Linked DNA regions of Oryza sativa: region 1 is linked to region 2. The links are chromatin contacts, called in public HiCAR-type maps. All regions are on one chromosome and are shown on one strand. Each heading gives the region's core, a stretch centred on a gene start, on an enhancer-like site or on the middle of the called end of the contact. The rest is flanking DNA. Distances are from core to core; before and after follow the strand shown.

Evidence for each region. HiCAR-type assays count read pairs that join an accessible place to other places.
Region 1: a HiCAR-type map of leaf shows a contact between it and region 2, with 2.4 times the contacts expected there. The contact joins the promoter of LOC4352156 here to the promoter of LOC4352146 in region 2. A contact is called at or near these places in 3 of 15 Hi-C or Micro-C datasets (leaf, seedling and an unstated tissue) and 2 of 4 datasets of contacts at active chromatin or transcription factors (both in leaf).

What each region holds. Positions count from the first base shown.
Region 1 is chr12:15,553,324-15,559,861 of ASM3414082v1, forward strand. It overlaps LOC4352156 (autophagy-related protein 101), which reads right to left and starts at 5,033. Exons shown (of 7, transcript XM_015763195.3): 1 at 4,881-5,033; 2 at 4,690-4,726; 3 at 3,939-4,024; 4 at 3,670-3,765; 5 at 3,423-3,582; 6 at 3,173-3,326; 7 at 2,688-3,057. The coding sequence starts at 4,913. The coding sequence ends at 3,054. It overlaps LOC9271078 (putative bifunctional dihydrofolate reductase-thymidylate synthase), which reads left to right and starts at 5,286. Exons shown (of 10, transcript XM_066306260.1): 1 at 5,286-5,418.
Region 2 is chr12:15,312,340-15,319,156 of ASM3414082v1, forward strand. It overlaps LOC4352146 (UDP-glucose 6-dehydrogenase 4-like), which reads left to right and starts at 4,057. Exons shown (of 2, transcript NM_001423493.1): 1 at 4,057-4,155; 2 at 4,809-6,621. The coding sequence starts at 4,830. The coding sequence ends at 6,272. It also overlaps the pseudogene LOC107277776.

The DNA of each region.
Region 1 (6,538 bases), core at 3,783-6,282, 240 kb after region 2:
TTAATATGTTTTAGTGAGATTGGATCTGTTGCTAGTTTTCGTCTTCTTAAGCAGTTTTCAATAGGCTTTAATGAGATTAGATATGTCGCTAGTTTTTTGTCTTCTTAAGCGCATATTAAATGAGATTAAGATGTGTCGATTTGAACATATGTTGTTTGGGGAAAAATGGATGTGTTAGTGTGGTGTTGTGTGTATAGTGTGCGTGGGTGTGTCTTTGCTATATAATCAGAAAAAGAATTATTGTTGATAGCTAAAGAATTTCAGTTTTGATCTAACTTATGAACGACACCATTGCCTTTTGCAATTTGACTAAACATAAGTTTTTTTTTTAAAAAAAAACAGGAACTGGAAACAGGAGCTTCCATTAATCACAGGCTCAATTCTCTTTTTATTTTGAATTGCAGTAGACTCCTGCGCAAGTTTTAGGACAGGATGAAGTCGAACAGGAAGTAAAATGAGAAGACATAAACGATCGTATCTGCCTAAACAGAGCAGTTAGGACTCCGATCCAACTCTTCGTTTGTGTAGTAAATGCCGCTTCTAGACAGTAGCATCTGTTTCCAGGAAGATTGGAGTCATTCAAGTTGTGCTGCTCTATCCAGAACCACACCAAACAGCTATCGCCTTAGGGTGTGTTTCCACGTCAAAATTGAAAGTTTGACTAAAATTAGAAGCTTGAAGAAAAAAGTTAAAAGTTTATATGTGTAGGAAAGTTTTGATGTGATGGAAAAGTTGAAAGTTTGAAGAAAAAGTTAGAAACTAAACAAGGAGTTAGTCTAGAGATCCTTCGCACCATAAATCACCATCCACCTTTTATGAACTCCCATGTTTCAAGACATTAAGGCTGTGTTTAGATCCAGAGGTGTAAAGTTTTGACGTGTCACATCGGATATACGGACACACATTTGAAGTATTAAAACATAGACTAATAACAATACAAATTACGGAATCCGTCTGTAAACTGCGAGACGAATTTATTAAGCCTAATTAATCCGTCATTAGCAAATGTTACTGTAGCACAACATTGTCAGATCATGAAGCAATTAGGCTTAAAAGATTCGTCTCACAATTTATACGCAATCTGTGTAATTAGTTATTTTTTTTCATTTATATTTAATACTCTATGCATGTGTCCAAACATTTGATGAGACAGGGTGAAAAATTTTGCCAGACGATCTAAACATGTCCTAACATTTAGAGTTGGTTCGGTTTACGGTTAGGTGGATGAGATATGGTCATCTTCTTTTTTGTTGTATGAATCGATCTATTTTCTTTTTTCTTGTATTCTCTCCGTCCCCAAAACCCTAACTTTTATGGGTGGATTTGGACGAGTGTTTGTCCAGATTTACTTCTAAGTTGTTATTTTTCAATGATGGAAAAGTAAGTCTCAGCTGATGGGGGTATTCATTTTTTAATAGGCCTTGACATCATTGAAAAATAACTTGAAGAGCAATACTTTTGTTAAGAAAAGGACAGTTTACCAACGTTCTTACAAGGATCACACCCCCAACCCTAGCACCTCACGCGCACCTTTTTAAGTAAAAAGAGGGACCTAGATGACGTCTTCATGGAAAGAAGCGACGAAAGCACTACCGCCGCTGTCCACCAAAGGTCTCAAAAGAGAACCGAGATTGGGTTTTCACCTAGCTGCCCCACTAGAGGCGGAGATGGCACGGCAACGCTCTCAGGAAGGAGAGACGCTCGAACATCATCATTGCCAGCCCTACCAAGGCCAGGCTGGGCTTTCACCTGCCGCCTACCGCCTGCCTATCCACAACTGACGCACCATTTCTCCATCGCCATCTAAATTTTTTCAACGTGTGAGCACCACTGCACCGATGCCCCCCGCCGGTCAGCCTCCACCGCCGCAGGCTTGCCAAGCGGCTGCTTTCCCGCGCCTCCCTCCAGCCACCTGCTACCTTCGCTACAAGAGTCGCACGTCCTTGCGACCTTCAGCCTTCTTTGCCACCGGCCACTGCTTTCGTGAGCCTCTGCCAGACCGCGTCTCCAGGGTCGCGCCACCGCGAGCTCATCCTCTCCCGATTCCGGCTATTCCGGGCTTGCCAGGGCGGCCATTTTGGGCGCTGCCTCCCACGCCGAGGAGAAGCTCCACCGCCGCCTTCCGGGCCAGCCCCTCGGGCTCCGCTGGTAGTGAAGCGGCTAGAGGGACGAAGGTGGTGGTGCGGGCTGCTAGGGTTTCTCCCCCGAGCCGCCCTCGTGAGAGCGACACAAGGGACCTCTACTAATGCTACACGTAAAGTGCAAAATTCAAACACATAATATGGGCGTAAGAGAAATACAATATCTTTGCCTAATGTGTGGTACAAAAGAAAGTATGAACAAGAAGAACGTCACACAAGTGAAAACGGCGCATCATCTCCTTGTCATATACTACAAAGGATGTGCACCATGGTGGCGGCCTTGGGTGCAATAGAGCCAGCCTCAACCCCCTGCAGAATGGGAACACAAGTGTGGTGGGAAAGAAAAACAAAAGAATCTTCCACCTTGAAAGAGACAAAACTTTAATTGTAAATTCTTCCAATATTTTCCTACAAGTAAATTATTTTTTGTGAAATTCGCACACATTACCCCCTGTTGTTTAGCAACCACAGTTGCAAATTATCGATTCCCCAAATAAGATTAGCCACTGTCAGTTATTATAGCAAAGCTGCTTGTGGTCACACATATTGACTGCAGACAACTCAATTTCTCTCATAGTAAGATTTGCCAGCATGAGTTTTTAGTTAGGAACAACTGCTTTTGGTCACAGATTAACAAGGGAAATATTTACATCTCCAGTGAGTAAAATCGTTGGTTTCTGTCTGTTCTATTATTACCTAAATTATTCTGTACAATATGATACTGTTCATGACAATGGCTTGACATCTTTGACAGAACGACCACATAGGGGGTTATCTTCTATCCCAACGCTGGACATGGCGTACTTGATGATCACCGTCTTCAGTTCAACTATTCAACACTCTTCTAAGGACGTCGGCGTTCCACCCGAATACAGAATCAGAAGAGCTGTCAACACGTCCAAGGAAAAGGTGTCACCTGGAGATTCAGATATTGATACAGAATCTTCAACAAACTTACAGAATTCATCTGTCATCAGAGGGTACCCAACGAAATGTTCAGTGCAATTAGATATGTAAATGAAAATATGCACCTGGGGATCGAGATCTCGTGATTGAATATCCTATCGGAGATTGGAGGAATATGGTCTTTTTTCTCATTGGCGAAGTTGATGATCTGGAAAAGGACTTCCTGGATCAGCAACCCCAGCGCAGCACGCTTGGAGCTGGCCTCTTCCAACGCTTTCCCTGAGGGGAAATGTCAACAGAAATTAGTTTGCCGATGATTTGCTATATACATGTGAAATAATACAATCCTGAAGAATGAGCTGTAAGAAAAAAAACCTCGAATACTTGTTGATGCTTTGGAGCTACGTGATTTTCCATGTCCTTTAGGGCTTATGACATGCAAATTGATGAACCACTGTTCCCAGTAAATCCTCTCAGTTTTGCTGGTGAACCAGCTTGGGTTTTTGTTCTTTTCGTCAAAGAAGGACAGGCAGACCTAATATATTGAACTCCCCCAGTATTAAAACCAAATAACGCAAATGTGTAAACGGCAGAGTATAATGATTATGAATATCAAACAAACCTGGCTTCTTCGATTTGGATGCTTCTCCACCCAAGCAATGAACTGGTTGATCTTTTCATCCACCTCCTTTTCTAAGTCAGGAAGTCCGCATTGAACCTGGGGGCAGAAGCATGCAGAAAGAACAAGATTATTTGTTTGGAACCAAGTCCAGCAAACGTCATCAGATCATAATTCCTTAAATTGGAAACCTTGCAAAATTGTTTGCAACATCAAATAGACAGATGAAATGGGCTGTAACATGGTTCTTCAAGAAAGAAAACAGTACTCACATAGGTGATCTCAAAGAGATCGCAGTCAACATCTTTAGGCCGAACAAGAGTAAGAGTTCGGTGGAAGAAGATCGTATGTAAAATGCCTGCAACATATTCATACATAACATCACTACCAACATAGCGTGGACAGACATAAGAATAACACATCTGGATGGAAGCTCAACTTGAAAAAAGTAATGAAATCAGGAAAACAACATCTAAGTTGCGACTAATTAGATTCTTGAACCATATATCATGTTATGTCACAGAAGTGCTGCAGATAGAATAATTAGATCCAGATATAACATTGCATTATGGAATACAGCCAGATCCCCATCTCTCCCTCTACCATCATAGACACTTCACACAAGATGCTTCTTTATAATTAGGGATGGACTAATCTTAATGGTTGTAATCCTTATTCCACTACCACCTGCTAGTATTCACCATGGTCGATGCTTCCTTTGATTCACTGAAAAAGGGACTTTTTTCTTTTTTTGCAATATACGACTCCGAACCAAACAATCACTAGTTTGTCCCTAAAAGAAAAAAAAAATCTGAATTTTCGATCTCAAGAAGCTTACATGTGCAGCACATAGCACAAAATCCTTCATTAAAAAGTTTTGTTTGTCTTCCTTACAAAGTTGATCCTCTGATTTGGGCAAAATTCACACATTGTATTCATCAAGGAAACAGAAAGTGCGTGCAATAATAACTAGGATGTAGGAGTACTACTCATCAACAAGAGGTGAAATAGAAAAAAACTCACATCGAAGCACATCTTTGATCTCATCCTGTTCCAGCTCCTAGTGCACCACATGCGATTAAAAACCATCATTAAACCGTCAGTAAAAAACCTCTTCTTCGAAGCACAAATTATCACCCCCCTCCCCCCACAAAAAAAAAAAAAATCCCCCCCAACATGAGAGAGGGAGGGAGGGAGGCGGCGCTGGATCTCACCAGCTCCTTCAGCTGGCACGTCTCGCAGTTCATCGCGACCGGTCTCTCTCCCCTCCCTCCTACCTCCGCGGCGGCGGCGGCGGACGCTCTCGATCGATCGCCCCCCTGCTCGCCGAAATCCTCGCCGGAATCCCCACGAGAAGAGAAGAATCCGATTTTATTTTAATTTTTTCCACATATAAATATAAGGGAATAAATCCGCTCCTGTTTCGGTTACCGGGTAGGAGAAGCGAAGCAAACGCAGCTGTGCCACTGACATATGGGTCCCACTGCCACACGAGGGACCCACCGTCCAGCAGGAGACTGCCATGTGGGCCCACGCGGAAAGTGACAAGAAGGATTTTTGGTGAGGGAAACTCGTCTCCGGCTCTCCGCTACTAGGGTTTGCGCGCGCAAGTTTCCCGCAGTCTCCCGCCAAAAAAAAGAAAAAAAAACGCGGCTCCTCGCGCCTCCCCCCGACCACCACCTCGGCGATTCGACGGCGACCGCTCGCTGCTGGCCTCCGCCGGCTTGGTTTCGGCTCGCGGCGCCATCTCGGGTGAGTGATTCGGTGTGCTCCCTCCCTGTTCTTTGAAGCAGATTCGTTCCTTTTTTTCTTCTTCTTCTTCTTGTTCGGTTAATTTCCTGAGAAAATCACTCAGGTTGTAGTGTATTCGCCTTGGCTGACTCAAAATTGGCACAGTGGGAAGGAAGAGTATATTAGGTGTAATCTAGGTGTTATGTTGTTCTTTTGTTTCTTAATCGTGCTTGTTCTGTGGCGAAGGTTAGAATTTGGGGATGAATATATTGATGTGGAACATATAGTGGAGGTTCACCCAGGGAGAATACGATAGTAATATGTTTAATTTCTTTCGAGAAGGAAGAGTATTAGGTGTAAGTGAAGTGCTATGTTGTTTTTCTTTTAATCGAGTGTGGTCGGTGGCGAAGGTAGAATTTGGGGACGAATATATTGGCTTGGTGAAGAGAACTGAGGTTCACTGATGGAGAATTCAATAGTAATTTTATCAATTTCTAACTGTAATTCTTTGAAAACGGTAATTGAAATATTCGTGGTCAGGCCAATATTGAAGCGATCCAGAAATGAGTAGTTGGCAAATTTTCTTCCTTTTTTTCTTGATATAAATAAATCCGCTCCTGTTTTGATTGCGGAGTTTTGTTGGATTGGGTAGGAGAAGTGAAGCAACCGCAGGGCTCAGCTGGGGGACTGACAGGTGGGTCCCACCCTTATATGTGTGACCCATCTTTATGGGGCAGCCGATGAACAGAGCAGCGGCAACGAAAGGAATTAGTTCATTTTAAGTCCCTTAACTTGAGAGCGAATTCGATTTTCATTCCTTAACCGTAATACCAGATACAACCGATCCCACAACTGTCAAAACCGGTGCAAAAAAGATCCCAAGGCGGTTTGGATGGCGGTTTTGGTTGACGTGGCATCTAAGTGGCTAGTTTGACTTGTTCTCGTCTTACGTGGCGATGATGTGGCAACGGAAGCAAAATACAAAAATTAAAATAAAAAAAGTGGAGCCCACATGTCAATCAGATAGAAGATACTCCCTCCGTACCTGTAAAGGAAGTCGTTTTGGACAGCGACACAGTCTCCAAAACACAACTTTGACTTCTTGTTTCTATAAAAATATTTATTGAAATGTGATATATGT
Region 2 (6,817 bases), core at 2,807-5,306:
GTGTGGATGCAGGTTCTTGCTGGGCATTCTCCGCCGTGGCGGCGATAGAGGGGATCAACAAGAACGGCGAGCTGGTGTCGCTGTTGGAGCAGGAGCTCGTGGACTGCGACGACGAGGCCATGGGGTGCGGCGGCAGGTACATGAGCTGTTAGAGTTCATCGTCGGCAACCACGGCCTCACCAGTCACCACGGAGGCGAGCTAGCCATACCACGCCACGATCGGTGCGTGCCAGGCGGCGAAGCTGAACCAGAGCGCGGTCAGCATCGTGGGCTACCGGAACGTGACACCCAGCAGCGAGCCCGACCTGGCGAGGGCCGTGGCGGCGCAGCCGGTGTCCGTCACCGTCGACGCCGGCAACTTCATATTCCAGCTCTACGGCAGCGGTGTCTATATAGGGCCGTGCACCGCCGTCCGCCGACGTCAACCACGGCGTCACCGTGGTGGGCTACGGCGAGTCCCCCAACACTCCTGCCACTGACGCCCCGCCCTTCCCCGCGTCGTCGGCCGCCGCCGCCGGACCTCCCCCGTGACCCCGTGGCGCTGGAGAGAGGAGAGGGGAGAGATGGGGAGAGAGGAGGGGTGAGAATGCTACCCACCATTTTTTAATTCATTTTTTTTAAACTGACATGTCCCATGAGATTTATTATTTTTCGGATCGAATAGCCACGTAAGCGCCATGTCAATGCTACATCGGATGAAGACCGAGTCAAATTAGCCATGTAAGCGCCACGTCAGCCAAAACCGCCATCCAAATCACCGAGGGACCTCATCTGCACTGGTTTTGATAGTTGAGGGACCCGTTGTATCTGGTTTTTCGGTTGAAAGACGAAAATCGGATTCATTGACAAGTTAAGGGATGTCAAATGAACTTATTCCAAAAAAAAAAACAAAGAATCAGAGTGATCGTGCGTGCGGGCCGGCGGCTGATCGCGAAAGCGATTTCGCTATTTAGAGGCTGAGTTGGACTCTCTTCGCTAACTTTCAGCTTAAGGAGGTAGGAAAAAGTACACCGTAGTTCCCTTAACTTGTCATCGAGTTGCAAAATCGTCCCCCAAACACAAAACCGGATACAACGCATCCCCTAATTTACAAAACCAGTGTAAACTAGGTCCCTCGGCGGTTTTGACTCTGGTTTTGTCCGATGTGAAAGCTGACTCAGCGTGGGACCCGCGTGGGCCCACAAGTCAGGGTGTCCATGTCATCATCATCTCTTTCCTCATCTTATCTCCCTTTCTCCTCTCTCTCTTTCCCAGTTTTCTCATACGGGCCGACCATGGGTGCGAGGAAGGAAAGGGTCGCCGACGACGAGTGGTGTGGTGGTGCGGCAACACCGGAGAAGGGGCGACGCACCAGCGGCGAGTGAGATGTCAAGACCGCTCTTGGCGAGATGACACAAGCGACGGGAAGGGCTCTGCGAGGTTCACTGGCACGGGGGACGACGGCGGCTTGGGGGCATCGAGGCGCCACGCTCGGTCAGAGGCCACCTCAGCGTGCGCAAGCAGGAGGAGCGCTGGCACAAGGTGGCGCGCCGAGAGCGGTATTGCCCACCACTGCCACTCGCCCACCGCCGCCACACTCGCCCGCTCCTCTGCTCCACCCACGTCCAGAGCCGCTGCTTACCCACCGTCGCCGCTCCGTAGCCGCGCTCGCCCGCCGACGTCGCCACTTCGCCCGCTCCGGCCGTGACCTGGCGCCCACTGCAGCTCTGCCGAGAGACACGCGGTGACGGACAGGGAGATGAGTGGAAGAGCGAGCCCATATGAGCCACAGTGGAAGAGCGACCCATGGAGAAGAGCTCGCCATTGTCGTCGAAGTCGAGCCCTAATGAGCAGCCGCTCCGGCCGTCCTCCTCCGTCCTTGCGCCATCCCTCCCACCCCTCAAGCTCTCAGCGGCGGCGCTGCTTGCACGGCTCCAGTAGCGGCTGCTCCGACCACGGGCGGTCCTCGACTGGCCGCGCCGCCGCCATGTTCAAGCCCGTCCTCGGTGGGAAGCGAGCGTTGGGATTGGTGCAGCGACCGACGGGGAGAGGGCGGCACGCTTCATCTACAAGCCGGCGCCGTCTAATGTTGTCTTCCTCTCCAGTTGCGCTGCCCGACGTCGTCCTCCTCTCCCATTGCGCAGATCCTGTTCGTCGGCCGGCACCTCCAATGAGGGCCACCACCGCCGAGTTGGGAGCGGCGGAGGGCGCAGCACCCAGGGGGACACGTGGGCGAGCGCTTGAGTCGCCTCTCATCGAGCAGAGAGGAGAGCGAGGTGAGGGCGAGGCCATCGCCGGTGGCGCCGCCGCCGCGTCCGTCTCCACCTCCGCTCCTCTCCCCGCCTGTCGTCAGCCACGCTTCTCAGTCCTCCCACGCCACCGATTGCCAGAAGAGAGGAAAGGAAGTAGTCATTGACATGTGGGACCTACGTGGGCCCCATGCTAACTCAGCTGCCACGTAGGACAAAACCGGGGTCAAAACCACCCAAGGACCTAGAGTGACCCAATTTTGTATGTTAAGGGATGTTATATATCTGATTTTTGGGTTGAGGGATGATTTTTCAGTGTACTTTTTCCTAAGGAGGTATAAATAGGCAGCCCATTAGAGTTCGCTCTTACTTCTTCTGCTAAGAACTGGGCCATTAGGTAGATGGGCCCATTTCCTGTTTGGGCAAGCTGGGCCAGACACAGTCCACCTATGGGCCTATTGGGCCTTCTCGGGGCCTTACCTAAGCCTGGGCCTCGTCTACCCTAACCCACCACGGGCCCGCCTCCATTGCCTCCTCGCTCGCCGCCGCCGCCGGCGACCACCACCGCCACCACCACCACCACCCGCAACCGCAGCAGCCGCCGTCTCTTCACCCGCCGGTGCCGACCCATCCAGCAACCCTCACGGCCAGCCACGCGCCGCAAGAGAGTCCAGATCTCCGCCTCGATCCGCGCGCCGCCGACGCCGACGCCGACGCCCACCCGGACCCGGATCTGCGCGCCGCCGGCACCTCCCCACGCGACGGTGCGCTCCCGATCCAATTCCATCTCCATACCCTCCTCACTCTGGTGCGACCCTCTGCCCTGATGGTGTGTCCACGCCGCCACCGACGTCTCCCGCTATGTGAATGGGAGAAAGAAAACGGGAGTTTTCTTGGTCTATTATTAGTTGCAGCAATCAGATGACAGCGACCTGAAACTCCGGGAATTCACACGTTTTTCTGCAGAATTTTCTTCAGAGTTATTCTTTTCTTTTCTTTTCTTTTCTTTTTTGCTACCATGGATGCTGGAGTTTTTTTTCGCTATGGAAGATTCAGTCTCTGCATCTTAACCAGTTATCATACCAGTGCAAAAAATTTATGATACACTTGCTTTGGTTTGGTTGGAGAAGGCATCAGCCTCAAGCCATCAACTTGCTGAATTTGACGGTGTCCAAGCTCTGAAGCATTCTATTGCTTCCACTGGATGGATTGATGGATGGATACAGCTTTACCATTTCTTACATCCCAATCTAACGCGGTAACTTTTTCCAGCCTGGGTTTTTGCATCATGTGTTGTTCTGACCGACCCCAATAATTAGTTGGCTGCTGCTGTAGTTGACTTATGGAATATTAAAATGCTGTTAATTTACTTATCCCAAGCTGTACATGATGCTGTTACATGATGCTGTTACATGTAGCTTCATGGGTTGCATGTAGACAGCCATTTCGGTTCCCCATGTCTGACCTTTAGTTAGTTGTGTACACCGAATGGCAGTAGAGATAGATGCGTAAGATGGTGGCAAATCTGATCACATGCTGTTCAATTATACCATAATGACAAAGCAACCATTTTTTAATTAGCTGTTCTTTTTTCTTAATTGGTTAGCTTAAAGAGGTTTGGTGGTGTGTCATGGACTCATGGGAACCTTTTTTGATTAGTGGAGGTTTGGTGGCCTCTTGGCAAAGCATAAGACCAACTCACACCTGCTCATTTATTCCAGATTTCTGACCAGCCTTGACACGGTAAATTTTTCGGAGGGGGGGTAGATCTGATCTGCTGGGTTTGTGGGAAGGGGCATATAAGGAGCTGAGGCCTCCCTCTGAGTGCATATCGTAGGCAGCTTCCCTCTGCATACAAGAGGCTGCCTCCCATTTCTCTTCTCTGTCGGTGTTCTCCTCAAGATCTGTCTTAAGTTCTTGAGATCTGGTAAGATTCTTCATGATCTCGTGCATACTTCTGCGGTTGATCTGTAGTTCGAGTATGGACCATGCAAGCTGTGTGGTTTCCTGTTTTAGTTGTTCATCTCAAGATACTTAATGCTGTGAATCTCTGAATTTGCTTGAGATTCATGCCTTGCACATATATGATCCCTTGCTAGATTCAGTAACTTGATTTACTCTGTGTTTGTGCCATTAAATTTGTTTCCTTTCACCCCTGTTTGGAACTATTTCCTTTTATTTTACTGCTTGCTACAGTGCTGTCGTCGTTGATGAATTAGAGGCATTATTATTCTGCTCGTAACTTGAATTCGTTAGCTAAACTTTTTGTTAGTGTTGTTGTGGTGACGGATCTCCATCTGTCATTCTCCTGATGCAGTTTGACACCAATAGGCACATATTATTATCATGAACTGCTCATTGGTTTATCAGTTTAATTGTGTTCCTCAGAACCTGACTAAATGTATTTCACAGCCTAGCAGTCTTTGCATGTTTCTTTTGACATATTGGTCATTGTGCTTGTAAACTGTGTATCTAGATAGCTTCTATTAACTCAAAAATGCTGCTTACAAGTTCTGATCTATATAATTACTTTTAGTGCTTATTCTTCAATCTCCTGAAAATCAGTTTTCATTATCACAGTTTCAGAACTAAGCTGAGAAGATGGTGAAGATCTGCTGCATTGGAGCTGGCTATGTCGGCGGCCCAACCATGGCCGTCATTGCCCTCAAATGCCCAGCAATCGAGGTGGTGGTTGTTGACATTTCCAAGCCTCGCATTGATGCCTGGAACAGCGAACAGCTCCCGATCTACGAGCCTGGCCTCGATGAGGTCGTGAAGGAGTGCAGAGGCAGGAACCTCTTCTTCAGCACTGATGTGGAGAAGCATGTCGCCGAGGCGAACATCATCTTTGTATCTGTCAACACCCCCACCAAGACCCGTGGTCTTGGAGCAGGCAAGGCTGCTGACCTCACCTACTGGGAAAGTGCTGCTCGGATGATTGCTGATGTCTCCAAGTCTGACAAGATCGTTGTTGAGAAGTCCACTGTCCCTGTCAAGACTGCAGAGGCCATTGAGAAGATCTTGACCCACAACAGCAAGGGCATCAACTACCAGATCCTCTCAAACCCGGAGTTCCTCGCGGAGGGCACTGCGATCGAAGATCTGTTCAAGCCTGACAGAGTGCTCATTGGTGGCCGGGAGACCCCTGAGGGCAAGAAGGCTGTTCAGGCTCTCAAGGAGGTGTACGCCCACTGGGTTCCTGAGGACAGGATTATCACCACCAACCTGTGGTCCGCTGAGCTCTCCAAGCTCGCAGCCAACGCGTTCTTGGCACAGAGGATCTCCTCTGTGAATGCCATCTCCGCCCTATGCGAGGCGACTGGTGCCAATGTGGCCGAGGTTGCTTACTCTGTGGGAAAGGACTCCAGGATTGGCCCCAAGTTCCTGAACGCCAGTGTTGGCTTTGGTGGATCCTGTTTCCAGAAGGACATCCTGAACCTTGTGTACATCTGCGAGTGCAATGGCCTTCCCGAGGTGGCCAACTACTGGAAGCAGGTCATCAAGATCAACGACTACCAGAAGAGCCGGTTTGTCAACCGCGTTGTGTCCTCCATGTTCAACACAGTCTCCGGCAAGAAGATCGCCGTCCTTGGCTTTGCGTTCAAGAAGGACACCGGTGACACCAGGGAGACACCAGCCATTGATGTGTGCCACGGTCTGTTGGGTGACAAGGCACAGATCAGCATCTACGATCCACAGGTCACCGAGGACCAGATCCAGCGGGACCTCGCCATGAGCAAGTTCGACTGGGACCACCCGATGCACCTGCAGCCGACCAGCCCCACTGCATTCAAGCAGGTGAGCGTGGTGTGGGATGCATATGAGGCCACCAAGGGGGCCCATGGTGTCTGCATCCTCACCGAGTGGGACGAGTTCAAGACCTTGGACTACCAGAAGATCTTTGACAACATGCAGAAGCCTGCATTCGTCTTTGATGGGCGCAATGTGGTCGATGCCGAGAAGCTCAGGGAGATTGGGTTCATCGTCTACTCCATCGGCAAGCCGCTTGATGCCTGGCTCAAGGACATGCCCGCGGTTGCATAATAATTTTCCATATTCCACACCTGAACCTCATAGCTCTCTACACTCTGCTGGTGCTGAAGAGAGTCTGCGTCGAAGAGGAATTTGGTTGACCATCATTTTTTATAGCTCGTTGTTCGTCTTTACATACAGGAGAGGCTACCATTTTGTCAAACAGAAAGTTGATTTCTGTTAGTATCTTTGTTCAAGTTTTTCTTGTGTTGCACCATTGTAGATCTGAAATCTTCAGGCCTCTACCGTTTGAGTGCCACCCTCAATCTTGTATGATGACATGAATTCTTATAGCCGATTTATTCTTCAAATGTATTCTTGTGTCGCTAAAGATTAATGATGCAATTTTTTCTTGGCCAAACTGCAGCAGTCTTGTTTGCTCTGGTTTCATTGTTTTTGGCTCGGCAATAAATGTGTAATATGCTGTAACTGAATGAAAAGATTGGTCCAATTTTTTTGGTGCTGCCTCTCCTCTGACCAACCACTGGAGAAGAGAGCCGGAGATGATCCGGTGACCGGAGCTAGACAGCGACAAGGGTCACAACTTGCCTCCCAAT